Linked DNA regions of Canis lupus: region 1 is linked to region 2. A link is a contact called in public Hi-C data. All regions are on one chromosome and are shown on one strand. Each heading gives the region's core, a stretch centred on a gene start, on an enhancer-like site or on the middle of the called end of the contact. The rest is flanking DNA. Distances are from core to core; before and after follow the strand shown.

Region 1 (6,748 bases), core at 2,158-4,657, 180 kb after region 2:
GTGCTCGACACCTAGGAGCAGAGCCCTGGGTTCCACCCGGCAGCTGCATCCTCTCTGGTGGGACCACAGCCCCCAAATCACACCCTCCGCTCTCACGTCTGCAGAATGGGCTGGATGCTACCCCACTCCTGCTAGAGCCAGTGGGGGGCTCTGTGAGGTAATTCCTGGAAGCCCCCCAGCGCCAGCTTCTGGTACTTACTATGCCGACGGCAACAACAGGAATCGTAATAATCAGCACTTACTGAGCGCCTGCGGTGTGCCAGGTGCTGTGCTAATACCCGCCACGGGCCTGTGGGGTCAGGACTGCCCATGCCCATTTTACAGACGAGGGGATGGAGGCCCAGAGGCGGGCGGCAACCTGGCCAGGGTCACTCAGCCCATCAATGGCTGAGTCGGGATTTGAACCCTTGCAGCCTGGCTCTGGGGTCCTGCCCCTGGCAACGATGCTGCATGGCCAGTGAATGGAAGCTTTGTTTAGGAGTTTCTTTTTCTTTTATTTTTAATTTAATTTAATTAATTAACTTAAAAATTTTTTAAAGCTTTTATTTCTTTTTTTTTTTTAAAGATTTCATTTATTCATTCATGAGAGACAGAGAGAGGCAGAGACACAGGTAGAGGGAGAAGCAGGCTCCCTGCGGGGAGCCCGATGTGGGATTCGATCCCAGGACTCTGGGATCACGATCTAGGCCGAAGGCAGACTCTTAACCGCTGAGCCACCTGGGCATCTCTGGAAGTTTCTTAAGTTAAATATTATTCTGATAGAACGTGGAATAAAATGCACAGGGCATCACCTCACAGCCCTTAGGATGGCAACTACAAAAAAAAAACAGAAAAAAAAAACAGAAAACAACATGTTAGCAAGGATGTGGAGAAATTGGAACCCTCGTGGGCTGCTGGTGGGAATGTGAGATTGGGGCAGCGCTGTGGCCAACAGTCTGGCAGTTCCTCAAAGAAGTTAAACATAGAATTAGCATGTGATCCTAGGTTTATACCCCCGAGAATCGAAGGACAGGCCTCCAGGAGATGTTCACAAACCCATGTTCATAGCAGCATTATTCACGACAGCCAAGAGGTGGAAGCAACCCATGTTTCCATCGACGGGTAGATGGATAAGCACAGGGCGGTCCGTCTGCTCCCAGAATCCCAACCCAGCCTCGGAAGAAGGGACCCCAACATCTGCCCCCACATGAACAGACCCCGAGGACACCGGGCTCAGGGAGGGGACCCAGACCCAGAAGGACGCCTCCCGCAGGACCCCACTCCCAGGAGGTCCCCAGAGGAGGCCCGTCCACAGAGACAGAGGAGGTGGTGGGAGCCAGGGGTGGGGCGGGGGGCGGGGGTCAGTGCTTCCTGGGGACGGGGTCTCTGTGTGGGGAGATGGAAGGTTCTGGAGATGGTGGTCGGGGAGGCTGTGCGGCAGGGTGAGTGTACTTCGTACCCTGAGCTGCGCCCTTGGAAATGGTCAGGATGATAAATTTATGTTATATATATTTAACACAATATAGGCTCAGCGGAGTAAGCATCTGCCTCCCTCTTGGGTCGTGGTCCCAGGGTCCTGAGATCGAGCCCCACACAGGGTCCCCTGCTCAGCAGGGAGCCTGCTTCTCCCTCTCCCTCTGCTCCTCCGCCCTGCCCATGCTCTCTCTCTTTGTCAAATAAATAAATAAAATCTTTTCAAAAATTAAAAATTTAAAATACTAAAGAAAAATGGGGCAGCCCCGGTGGCTCCACGGTTTGGTGCTGCCTTCAGTCCAGGGCCTGATCCTGGGGTCCCGGGATCGAGTCCCACGTCAGGCTCCCTGCATGGGGCCTGTTTTTCCCTCTGCCTGTGTCTCTGCCTCTCTCTGTGTGTGTCTCTCATGAATAAATAAATAAAATCTTAAAAAAAAAAAAAGAAAAATGTTGAAAAAAAGAAGGACAGAGCACCTGAGAAGCCTGGCTGACCCAGGCAGGTGTTGTGGCGGAGGAGGCTGGGCCTGAGGGTGGAGCAGGCTGCGGGAGGCTGGAGGCCACCCCGGAGCCTTGACTGCTGTGCAGTGGCTGGGGGTCCCTGGGAGCCATGGAAGGCTGCCGAGCAGGGGAGGAGCCAGGGAAGGAAACTCTTAAGGAAGCAGAGGCATGTCCCACCAACACGTAGGATCCGGGCGTCTGCTGAGTCACAAATCCAGGAAGTCCAGGGTCACGAAGAGGAAGCTCTGCTGCTCCACGCAAGGCTTTTCTGTTTTTTGGCTCTGAATCCTCAGAGGCAGGCACTGTAGGGCCAAAGTCCTCATACCACCTTCACCTCCAGAGGTTCAGAATCTCGGAGCTCTGAGGCCAGGACAGGGCGTGGAGATGTCCCTGCTGCGCGCATGGGGAAACTGAGGCACAGGCCTTGCCTGGGGCTTCCCGGAAGGACGAGGCCGTAGGTTCCTTACTCAGGACCACCAGACTGCACCCCTGCTGGCAGGGCTGTGGAGGGCTGGGTTCCAGAGGGTGAGTTCTGCTCACACTTCCACCGACTGTCGATCATCAACCGGAGGAAGCCTCCACGCCGCACACCACCGGGCAGGTTCTCCAGATTCCCTTGAGGAAAGCTCCCTTGAGAGGTAGTGAGGTGCCTGTCACACAGGTATTCCAGCAGAGGCCAGGAAGGCTGGAGTGGGGAAGGAAGTCAAACTTGCCGGGGTCCCTCTGAGGTCCCCCGCCAGCTGGAATATTCTACGATTCTAAAGTATAGCAGTTCCCAGATTGTAGTTTATAAAATTCTGAGAGACTTTGAAAAAACAAATTTTTTTGAGCCTTTCATTTTAGGATTGTTGTGGGGTTTTTTTCTTTTTTTAAGATTTTATTTAATTATTAATTTATTTGAGAGGGAGAGAGAGAGAGCATGAGCAAGCGGGGGTGAGGAGCAGAGGGAGAGGGACAAGCAGACTCAGTGCTGAGGCAAACACCGGGCTGGATCATCCTCCCCCCGTCCCCCCAGAAAGCACGACCTGAGCAGAAATCAAGGGTCACTTGCTTAACACCCACTGAGTCACCCAGGCGCCCCAGGATTGTTGTGTTTTAATTCTAAGAATCCTTGAATATATGTTTTAAGATTGAACTATTCAAGTACGTGTTTCGAAGTGTTGTGTGTGTCATTCTCATGATGCTTTTTGATTCTTTAAAATCATTTAATTTAAAAATCATTTAAATATTGTCATTACGGGGTGGTGGTGGTGGTGGTGGTGGTGGTGGTGGTGGTGGTGGTGGTTGTTAGAACCCGTTCCGTTTCCGGAGCTCTCACCTCTCACTACGATGTGGTCAGAAAGGTCTTTCTAAAAAAAAAAAAAAAAAAAAAAAAAAAAAAGAACTTTCTGATGATTCCATAAGTGCTGGCGTTACTATTACTGCCCGCTTGGTGTTATGTTTTGTTACTGCCCCCGGGGATGTTTCCGGGGTTTGAAGGCCCAGGCCGCTGCGGCTCGCGCGCGCCATCTCTCGGCGGAGGGCGGGACTGCAGGCCGCGCCGCTCACCGCCAGGCCCCCCCCCCCCCCCCCCCCCCCCCCCCCCGCCCGCAGGTGTCACTTCTCGTCGCCCGGACCTCGCCATGCGGACCCCGCGAGCGCCCCCTCCTCGCCCGGCCCCACTGCTCCTACTGCTGCTACTGGGGGGAGCCAACGGCCTCTTCCCCGAGGAGCCGCCGCCGCTTAGCGTGGCCCCCAGGGACTGTGAGTGGGGGTCCTGGGGGAGCAGGTGACCCGAGGGAGGGTTCTTGCTCCCCAAAGCTGGGTCTGCTTGCCCACTTCCCTGGGGGCCTCACCAGGCCAGGCTCACCCCAGCCCTGGATCACACCCCTCCCCAAACCCTCCCCCAGACCTGAACCACTACCCCGTGTTCGTGGGCAGCGGGCCAGGACGCCTGACCCCAGCAGAGGGTGCTGAAGACCTCCACATCCAGCGAGTCCTGCGGGTCAACAGGACCCTATTCATCGGGGACAGGTATGAGGGATTGTCGGGCAGAGTGTGCAGGGTGAGGTGTGGGGAGCAGGTGGTGGCATTTTGGGGGCGGTTGGATTCTGGGCCATGTTGTTTGCCTGGAGTACAAATTGGCGTCCTTGGGGCTTTATAAAGGGTGCTGTCTCAACTCCACTTGTGGTTACAGCCCAGAGTCTGCTATGGTGTGTTTGCAGGTGGGGATAGCTCTTTGGTCAAAATTCACTGGGTTTCTAGAGGGTGCTGATGCGGGGCTCCAGGGATTCTCTGAGAGGTGACATTTGAGTTGAGACCTGAGTCAATCATGGGGACATCTTGGGGGAGAGGGAGAAATCTGGGCAGAGAGCACAATCTATGCAAAGGTCCTGGGGCAGGATCCTGGCCTGGTGTATTGGAAAAACATTGAGGATGCCCAATTGGCTGGGGCAGAGTGGGTGACGGAGAGAGAGGGAGGCAGGGAGGGCAGGGAAGGGACAGGGCAGGTTGTGTGGGGCCTTGGGGGCCTCAGGGAGGACTTGGGCTTTTACCCCAGTGATGGAGAGCCCCCGAGGGCTGGGGGCAGAGGGCCTACCAGACTCAGGTGCTCTTGGGCGCCCTCTGATGGCTGCTGAGGGAAGGACGATCGAGGGCCTGAGCAGGAAGGCCAAAGCGAAGGCGACTTGCCCTGTTCATGGTGGACTGGGGTGGTGGCCCCGGAGTGCACGAGAAGGGGGTAAATTCTTGGTGGACATTAAAGGCAGAGCTGATGGTATTGGCTGATGTGTGGGAGAGGAGGAGAGGCAGCAAGTTGAGGATGACTCCCAAGTTGTGGCCTTTGCCCCTTGAAGGACAGAGTGGCCTCAGCTGAGATGAGCGATGGGGCAGGAGCAGGTGTAGGGGACAGTTGGGGGCAGCGTGGCCAAGCTGAGTGACGGACGCCCCGGAACCCCAGCAAGGGGATCTCCAGGGTCAGCTGACCTCAGGGTGGGGCCAGGCTGGAGACAGGACTGTGGGCATAGACGGGGTTACTCCAGAGGAGAGGGGGGAGGGGTGGGAGACCGAGGGGGCCAGATGGGGGCGGGGGAGCCGGATCCCTGAGGAGTTCCCAGGAGAAGGGGTAGGAGCCAGTCAGACCCTGCAGTGGGGGCGAGGGGAACAGAGAAGTGACTGCTGGACTTGGCACGGGGTTGTCAGTGACCTTGACCAGGGCAGTTTCTGCGGCGGGGGGTGAGAGGGAAGAACCTGGGGGAGACTGGAGGTGGTGGGAGGGGCACCTGACGGCACCCGATGGCAAGGCATTGGACAGTTCACGGGGTTGGCTGTAGGCCCCTAAGGCCATGGGGTGTGTAAGCACGAGCTGGCGTTGTCAAGGCGTTTGGAGTGTGCTAGAACCCGTGGGTCATTTTCGGGCGTGGGGATGCGTGCGATGGCATGAGCAAGCACGCGAGGGCATGTTTGGTGTTGCAGTTGCCCGCAGCTGCGGCCCCTGCTCACCCCTGCGTGTGACCTGTTGGAGAACGGGGAGTGGGGGCCGGGGGGTGATGGAGGCCCCCATCCTCACTGACTGTGCCTCTGCCCTAGGGACAACCTGTACCGGGTGGAGCTGGAGCCCCCCACGACCACGGAGCTGCGGTACCAGCGGGTGAGGAGGGGGCACAGGTGGGAGGGGTGGGGGCAGCCCTGGAGGCTCCTGCGCGGGGGCCCTGACGCGATGCTGGGGAGCAGGAATCGGGCGCCAGGGATCCCGCTCCCCTCACACTCCCTCTGCTCCCAGAAACTGACCTGGCGCTCCAACCCCAGTGACATCAACGTGTGTCGCATGAAGGGCAAGCAGGAGGTGAGTGCGCCCTGGCCACGCCTCCAGCCACGCCCCCACCCGGCCGGAGCCCTCGGGTTGCCATGGCCACGCCCCGAGCCTGGCCACGCCCCCAAGTGGTCCTCAGGCGTGGCCACGCCCACAGCCCCGGTCAGTCCCGGAAGCTCAAGTCCCACACCCCCAGACGGGGTCCCAGTCCTGGCCCCGCCCACACCCGGCCCCGCCCCCGCACTGGCCCCGCCCACACCCGGCCCCGCCCCCGAACTAGCCACGCCCACACCGTGGCCACGCCCACCACGGCTTCTCTCTTCTCGCCCCACCCAGGGCGAGTGTCGAAATTTTGTAAAGGTGCTGCTTCTTCGGGACGAATCCACGCTCTTCGTGTGCGGTTCCAACGCCTTCAACCCCGTGTGCGCCAACTACAGCGTGAGTCTCCCCCCGGGACGCCCCGCCTGCCCCAGGTCCAACCTCCTGGCCTAGGCTCACCTGCCCTCACTGGCCGTGCCCTTTCCCCAGGCCACATCACCTCCTACGGGAAGCCTTACTGGATATGCCCTCCTCCGCCCCCCACCCCCCAGAGCCCCCTAGGAGGCTTCCAGAGGAGATCCGGGAAGCCACAGCTACTTAAGCTAGAATCCAGTTATAGGATTAACAAGGATTGACTCTTAGACCTGTTCGCAGAAGAGTAAACTAAGCGCCCTAGACAGTTTAAGCGGTTGTCCAAGTCACACAAGCATCCGAGGTGGAGCCAAGATCCCTCAGGGCCCAGGGTGCTGGGGCGGGGGGACGACTGCCTGGTGTGGCCAAGAGCGCTGTCACTCAGGCCCTGTGCCCCCCCACCCACAGATGGACACACTGCAGCCCCTCGGTGACAACATCAGCGGCATGGCCCGTTGCCCGTACGATCCCAAACATGCCAACGTTGCCCTCTTCTCTGGTGAGTGTCCCCCAGCGCTGACCGTCTGATGGGCCCCCAGCCCTGACCAGTGGTGGCAT
Region 2 (6,892 bases), core at 2,891-5,390:
AGATTTTATTTTATTATTTATTCATGAGAGACCAGAGAGAGAGAGAGAGAGAGGCAGAGACTCCATGTAAGGAACCCGACATCGGACTCGATCCCAGGACTCCAGGATCACGCCTTGGGCCGAAGGCAGGCGCTAAACTGCTGAGCCACCCAGGGATCCCCCTACATATGGCTTTAAGTGAAATATAGCTCAGTTTTTTTTTTCCTGATTCCTGAAAAGGGAAAAGGGGTCATTTGGGGGATCAAGAAAATACAGGTGTTACATTACCTGCTTTTTTGCACGATGCATTACAGCTTGAAGATTTTACCATTCACGTTTTATGCAGACAGTCCTCCTGCTGGTGGACATTTATCAGGTGCCCGTTACATGCCAGGTGCCTCTCTGGACATCAGGGGTGTGAGTGAACAAGACAAACAAAAATCTAGGCCCTGGAAGAGCTGATATTCAAATAACATAGATCTTCCAGCAGTCTTTTATTTAATTCTTTCTTTCTTTTTTTAAATTACTTTTTAAATTTAAATTTATTTATTATTATTTTTTATTTAAATTTGATTTGCCAACACATAGTATAATACCCAGTGCTCCAGCAGGCTTTTTAGGATAGCGTTCCATAGTGTGGAAACGTGTTATGATTTATGTAGATAGTCCCCTGCCATCAAACCCCCTGCCAGCTACATACTTGTAGCCAAATATTTCTGTTTTCTTTAATTGTTTTTTTTAATTGGAGCAAAATATAACATAAAATTAACCTTTTGACCATTTCTGAGCGCACAGCTCAGGGCATGAAGCACACTCACCCTGCCCCTCGCCCATCCCCATCACCATCTCCAGAACCTTCCATCTCCCCATAGGGAGACCCCAGGAAGCATGGACCCCTGCCCCCTGCCCCACCCCTGGTTCCCACCACCTCCTCTCTGTCTCTGTGGACGGGCCTCCTCTGGGGACCTCCTGGGAGTGGGGTCCTGCAGGAGGCGTCCTTCTGGGTCTGGGTCCCTCCCTGAACCCGTGTCCTCAGGGACCGTCCACGTGGGGGCAGGTGTTCAGGATGTCCTAACCCACTTTCTGTCCGTAGATATGCCTGTTCCAGACTCTTCATGTAAATGGAACCACACACCACGTGGCCTTTTGTGTCTGGTCCTCTCACTGAGCGTCCTGTGCTTGGGGTCCAGGCACGTCGCAGATTCTATCTTCCTAAGTCCCTGCAGTTCTGGATTTTCTGGCCTGCATCGGGAACGCATACTAACTCGCCCACTTGAAGGGAAAATCAGAAGCGGGAGAAGGAAGGGCTGAAGTTTGAATGAGATTGAGGGTAACCAATAGGGCAAGATAGCAGTGACATTTGGTGGTGGGGGGAGGGACCCCGGGAATGGGGGGAACTGACCTTGGACTCCTCTACCCTCCGGAGGAAAGTCGAAGAACAGAATGTGGGCATGGGAAAGGAGAGAGATTGGGGGAGCCCCAGGTCCCGGAGCTCCCCTAGCTGCGCTTCGCCCCAGAGCAGAGTAAGGACGTGCCCACAGCCACCTTAGATTTCACTGGCCCCGGCTCCCACCCGTGGACGAGGACCTTAGTCTCCCCGCCAGGCTGGGCTGGAGACCCCACGTCCTGGCTTCCGAGAGTCGTTACATCGCCAGGATTTTTTGACAATAGATGTCAAACGCAGCCAGTACTGAAAATTAAATTACAGGTACCTAAAACTTAACAAATCATGTAAAAACAAAGATGATAAATACTGAACACGCATCACCTCCTCGTTACTACATATTGCTCATTAGCCCCGCTCCCCGGGTGACTGGCGCCTCCTGCCTCTGCGTGGAAATGCTACGTGATGGTCTCTCCCCAGTTTCCTGCTCTGCGACTCCCCCCTGGGGAGCTGGAGATCATCGTGGTGGGAGGATCTACGGTCCGGAAATGGGCAGACCATAAAAATCAGCAAGGAACTCTTTCTCCCCAAGACCCCCTGACTTTGCTCTTTCTTTTCTCCCCTTGTCACCAGCGATCTTTGTCTGTTGATGCTTAATGCTCTGTGTTTCTAGAACAGTGCCTGGCACACGTCGGGCGCTCCACACATTATGCTGAGTGGATAAAGGGATCGTTCCAGGAAGCGCGTCTTAACCATGGCACCACCCTGCCTAAGAATGACGGCTGATTCCGTGGTGCTGGCACGTTCCATCTCCTTCTCTTTCATTCTGATTTTTTTTATATTTTATTTATTCATGAGAGACACAGAGAGAGAGAGAGAGAGAGGCAGAGACACAGGAAGAAGGAGAAGCAGGCTCCCTGCGGGGAGCCCGATGTGGGATTCGATCCCAGGACCCCGGGATCACGCCCTGGGCCCAGGGCAGATGCTCAATCACGGAGCCACCCAGGTGCCCCTCTTTCATTCTGATTTTTGTGGGCCGCCCTCAGGCTTCCAGGGAGGCAGCCTCGGAAAACAGGGTAGGGGCTGTTATTTGGCGGCGACTGTGGCCCAGGCCAGGACATTGCCTCCTGGCCAACCCCCCACATTGGGAGAGCCTGTGGTCCCCCTCGCTGGCCCGAGCCTGGCCCGGTTGGTGCTCAAGCACACCTGGAGCCTTGGGCCAGCTGCGCTCGGCGGGGCCAGGTGTGCTCCTTAGCTGCCCACGCGGCAGCCACGCGGGGAACCCGGCCACATGCGCCGGCTGCGCGCTCTGGGTGCACCAAAGGGCCACAGAGGCCACGGGGACCACTAGGGGTGCGCCAAACCAGGCTGGGGGGCTTTCATCCTAGTGCTCCTTAAAATCTTATTAATTAGGAAATATTCTAAAGGTTCAGGAAAATCGTGAAAATAGATATAATAGATCTCAAATAGCAAAGCCAAAGGTTAGGCGGATTCATTCACTCTGTAAGTACTTCATGAGATTACCAGGGTGTTAGGCCCTGTTGTAGCAGCTGGGATGCAGATGGCAGAAAAAAAAAAAAAAAAAAGATAAAAACCTCTTAACTCCAGAATCTGGTGTAAGTGGGGGAGGCTGGTGCGGAAATTATATAAATAACAATCTTCATTTGCTAGTACTGTGTTACTGGCTGAATGCCCCCCGCCACCCCCGCCCCCCATTCAGATGCTGAAATCCCAACTTGGAAAGGCAATGGTATTAGGAGGCCCGGCCTCTGGGAGGGAGGGTGGAGCCCCGTGAATGGGATGAGCGCCCTTCTGAGAGGGGCCCCAGAGGGCTCCCTGCCCCTTCCTCCAGGTGGAGGAGGGCACGGTGCGAAGTTGGGAAGTTGGCTGTCCATGAGCCAGGAAGGGGCCCTCGCCCAGTCATGCAGGCTTGGAAACTGTAAGAAATGGAGATGTGTTGTCTATAAGCTACCCAGCTCCTGGTATTTTGTTAGCCCAAATAGGCTAAGGCAGACTGCCCTAACAAAATACAAAATATCACAGACCAAGGGGAGAGGGGCGCTGAAGACAAACCTATTCTGGAGGCTGGAAGTCAAAGGTCAAGGAATCAGCAGGGGCGGTTTGTCCTGAGGCCTGTCTCTCCCTCCCTCTCCTCATCCCCCTCCTTTGCTAGGTTAATAGCTGGTGGTGGCACTTTTAAAACACGGCCCCCACATTCTCTGACCTTCTCCCACCAAGAGGTGGGGATTATATCCCAACCCCTTGAACGTCTGTGGACACGTGTCTGCTTGACCTATAGGGTAAAGGAGAAATAGTGCGGGGGGTTTCTGAGGCTAGGGCATGGAAGGGCAGGAGCCTCCCCGGGCTCTCTTGACCGGCCCGCCCTGGGGAGGCCAGCCGCCAAGAAAGAAGTCAACATCCTGAGGATCGTCAGACTGGATGGGCCGCCAGCAAACACCTCCCCCCATCCCCCCCATCCCCCGTCCACCAGTCCACCATCCCAGCAGCGCCCAGCCTTCTGGCCATCTGCTCCTGGCTGTCCCCTGTAAGAATGAAGCCGTCTCGAACCTTCCAGCCCCATCATCCACTAGCTGCCACTACTCACATGTAATAGAAGAAGCCCCCCCAGCTGAGGCCTGCCCACATTCCTCACCTACAGAATCGGTGAGATAGACGAAAACGAGGATTATTTCAAGCCTGTGCGTTCTGGGGCAGTTGGTGATGCAGCAATAGTAAGTGGAACAGTGTTAAATGTAGCTTGTGGCTGGAATTTGCATGTCTATAATTACTCCCCGAATCGCACGGTTCCCCAAGAGTTTGTTTACTATGTCTGTCTCCTCCCGGGGGAAATGCCTGCCTCTGGGGAAATCTGCCATGGCTCAGTTCCTAAGAAACAGTCTCCACGTGTCCCTGAAGGGAGTAGACCCATCCGGGTTGCTGAGCACGGCCTTTTCTCCGTCTATGCCTCCGGCCACAGCTGCTGATCTTCCGGACCCCTACTGTGTGCAGGTCACATGCTGGAAGCTGGGGGACCCCGGTGTGCAAGCCCAGGCCCCTATCAAGAGCCCACAAGCTGGCAGAGGGCACTAACTCTAGTCCTGCTGTGTGCTTAGGGACACAGGAGCCCAGGGGGTGGCAGACTGTCCCTGGCTGGGGAGGGAAAGAGGAAGGTGGGAGATGCATCTTTCAGGGACACAGATTTTCCATGTAGAGTCATCACAAAAAAGTCATCTTTTGGCTTAACAGGCTGCTCCAAGCTCAGGGACTTCTGTGGCCTGCCTCGTGTCCTCCTAAAATTCGTGTGTAGAAGCCCCAAGGCCCAGTGCGACCGCGTCTGGAGACCGTGTGCAGGCCATATCCTGCAGCCTTGGAAGTCACACGGTGTCGCTTCCAGCCTGCTCTCCTCGCTGGGAGGCAGCTGCTAAGTCTGGCCCGCATCGAGGGGAGGGAATCAGATGCCATCCTCTCAAGGGAAGGGAAATCCAATGGGGGAGGGATGTCCGAGAAAGTTTAAGGATGTTTTGAAAGCACACCCTCGAGCAGAGACCCAGAGGACGGACCACAAGGTAGACGCCGCCCAGTCAGCGCCTCCTCAAATCGCCCCACGCCTACAAGACCATATTTTTAGGGGAAATCTCCTACAAAGATGAGGGGTCACTCCCTGCTCTTTCAGATCCCCTAAATTAGTTATGCAATTGGTTCTTTTTGCAGCAACAGGTGAGGGATTCTGAGCTAAACACGTCAATGAAAAGGGCATTTCAACAAAGACCTCTTAGTTTTTCCCTCAAGATAAGACATGGGCGAGTGGTAGCTAGACACCGTTCACACAGCGCCTCCGTAGCTGTGGGTGAGGGGTCTTTTTTTATTGCAGGACCGTGAACTGTGAAGACACCCCTACACTCACACATACTTGGGGGTTGGAGAAAGAAGCAGGAGTGAGTTATCCGCCAGAGACACTTTAGTTACCGCTTCTCCGAGAGGAGATGCTGGACGTCAGCGGCATCTAATGATACATGTGTTTTCCCTTTCTTATCAAGGGCCTTAAGAAACGCCCCTCCGGGGGTGCCTGGGTGGCTCAGTTGGTGACGTGTCTGACTCTTGATTTCAGCTCAGCTCATGATCTCAGAGGCGTGAGATCAAGCCCTGTGTTGGGATCCCTGCTGGGTGTGGAGTCTGCTTAAGATTCTCTCTCTCCCTCTGCCTCTCCCCCTACTTGCATGAGCATGCTCTCGTGTGCTTTCTCCCTAAAAAAGTTAAAAATTAAGAAAAAAAAAATCCCAGGGGTCCTGGGATTGAGTCACACATCGGGTTCCCTGCAGGGAGCCTGCTTCTCCCTCTGCCTGTGTCTCTGCCTCTGTGTCTCTCATGAATAAATAAATAAAATCTTTTTTAAAATATTAAGAAATAGGGGATCCCTGGATGGCTCAGTGGTTTGGTGCCTGCCTTTGGCCCAGGGTGCGATTCTGGAGTCCTGGGATCGAGTCCCGCGTCGGGCTCCCGGCATGGAGCCTGCTTCTCCCTCCTCCTGTGTCTCTGCCTCTCTCTCTCTCTGTATCTATAATAAATTCATAAATACATAAATAAATCTTTAAAAAAATATTAATAAATAATTGACCCTCCAGCCCTCCTCAAGTCTCTAGCAGAAATGTTATTGAGTAGCAGGAGTGCATGCTTCCTTATGATAACAAGTAAGAGAGAAACTTTTTTGTGTGTCTGTAACTTTTTTTTTTTAATTTTTTATTTATTTATGATAGTCACGGGGAGAGAGAGAGAGAGAGGCAGAGACATAGGCAGAGGGAGAAGCAGGCTCCATCCACCAGGAGCCTGATGTGGGATTCGATCCCAGGTCTCCAGGATCGCGCCCTGGGCCAAAGGCAGGCGCCAAACCGCTGCGCCACCCAGGGATCCCTGTAACTTTTTAAATTGAAATAAATTACCCATTTTTTAAGAGATTTTATTTATTCATGAGAGACACACAGAGAGAGGCAGAGACATAGGCTGAGGGAGAAGCAGGCTCCCTGCAGGGAGCCCGATGTGGGACTCGGTCCCAGGACCCCGGGATCATGGGATCGTGCCCTGAGCCAAAGGCAGATGCTTAACCACTGAGTCACCCAGATGCCCCTAAGTTACCATGTTAAAGCAGATAATGAAACATTAAAACAACCATCTTGAAAGGTACCTGTTCAGTGGCGCTTAGAACATTCTCAATGTTGTGCAACCACCATCTCTGTCTAGATCCAAAATATTTCCATCAGCCCAAAAGGAAACCCCGTCCCCATCCCACTTCTCTGGATTTGGCCCTTCTGGAAGATTCATGTAAATGGAATCACCCACCTTGTGGCTTTTTGTGTCTGGCTTCCCTCCCTGACTATCATGCTTCTAAGGTTCCTCTACATTGTATCAGGTTGTTTCAGTGCTTCCTGGGTTTTCATGGCTGAATAATATTCCAGTTTAAGGATGGACCACTTTTGGTTTATCCATTCATCTGTTGACGGACATTTGGGTTGTTTCTACCTTCTGCCTATTATG

Evidence for each region. A called contact is a pair of places that touch in the nucleus more often than the background predicts.
Region 1: a contact with region 2 is called in a Hi-C map of blood, with 6 times the contacts expected there. The contact joins two enhancer-like sites. A contact is called at or near these places in 2 of 9 Hi-C or Micro-C datasets (both in blood).

The regions. Positions count from the first base shown.
Region 1 is chr20:55,558,109-55,564,856 of UU_Cfam_GSD_1.0, forward strand. It overlaps SEMA6B (semaphorin-6B), which reads left to right. Exons shown (of 20, transcript XM_038567719.1): 2 at 3,544-3,693; 3 at 3,840-3,963; 4 at 5,518-5,578; 5 at 5,711-5,773; 6 at 6,077-6,178; 7 at 6,599-6,689. The coding sequence starts at 3,573. Among named protein-coding and RNA genes, the nearest start is that of LRG1, 15 kb to the right of the region's middle. Within about 2 kb of position 3,408, at least 7 of the 20 cell types and tissues checked have an H3K27ac peak or open chromatin away from gene starts, as enhancers often do. A contact at or near this core is called in blood, where this site is marked.
Region 2 is chr20:55,372,496-55,379,387 of UU_Cfam_GSD_1.0, forward strand. No RefSeq gene overlaps it. Among named protein-coding and RNA genes, the nearest start is that of FEM1A, 6.4 kb to the left of the region's middle. Within about 2 kb of position 4,141, at least 3 of the 20 cell types and tissues checked have an H3K27ac peak or open chromatin away from gene starts, as enhancers often do. A contact at or near this core is called in blood, where this site is marked.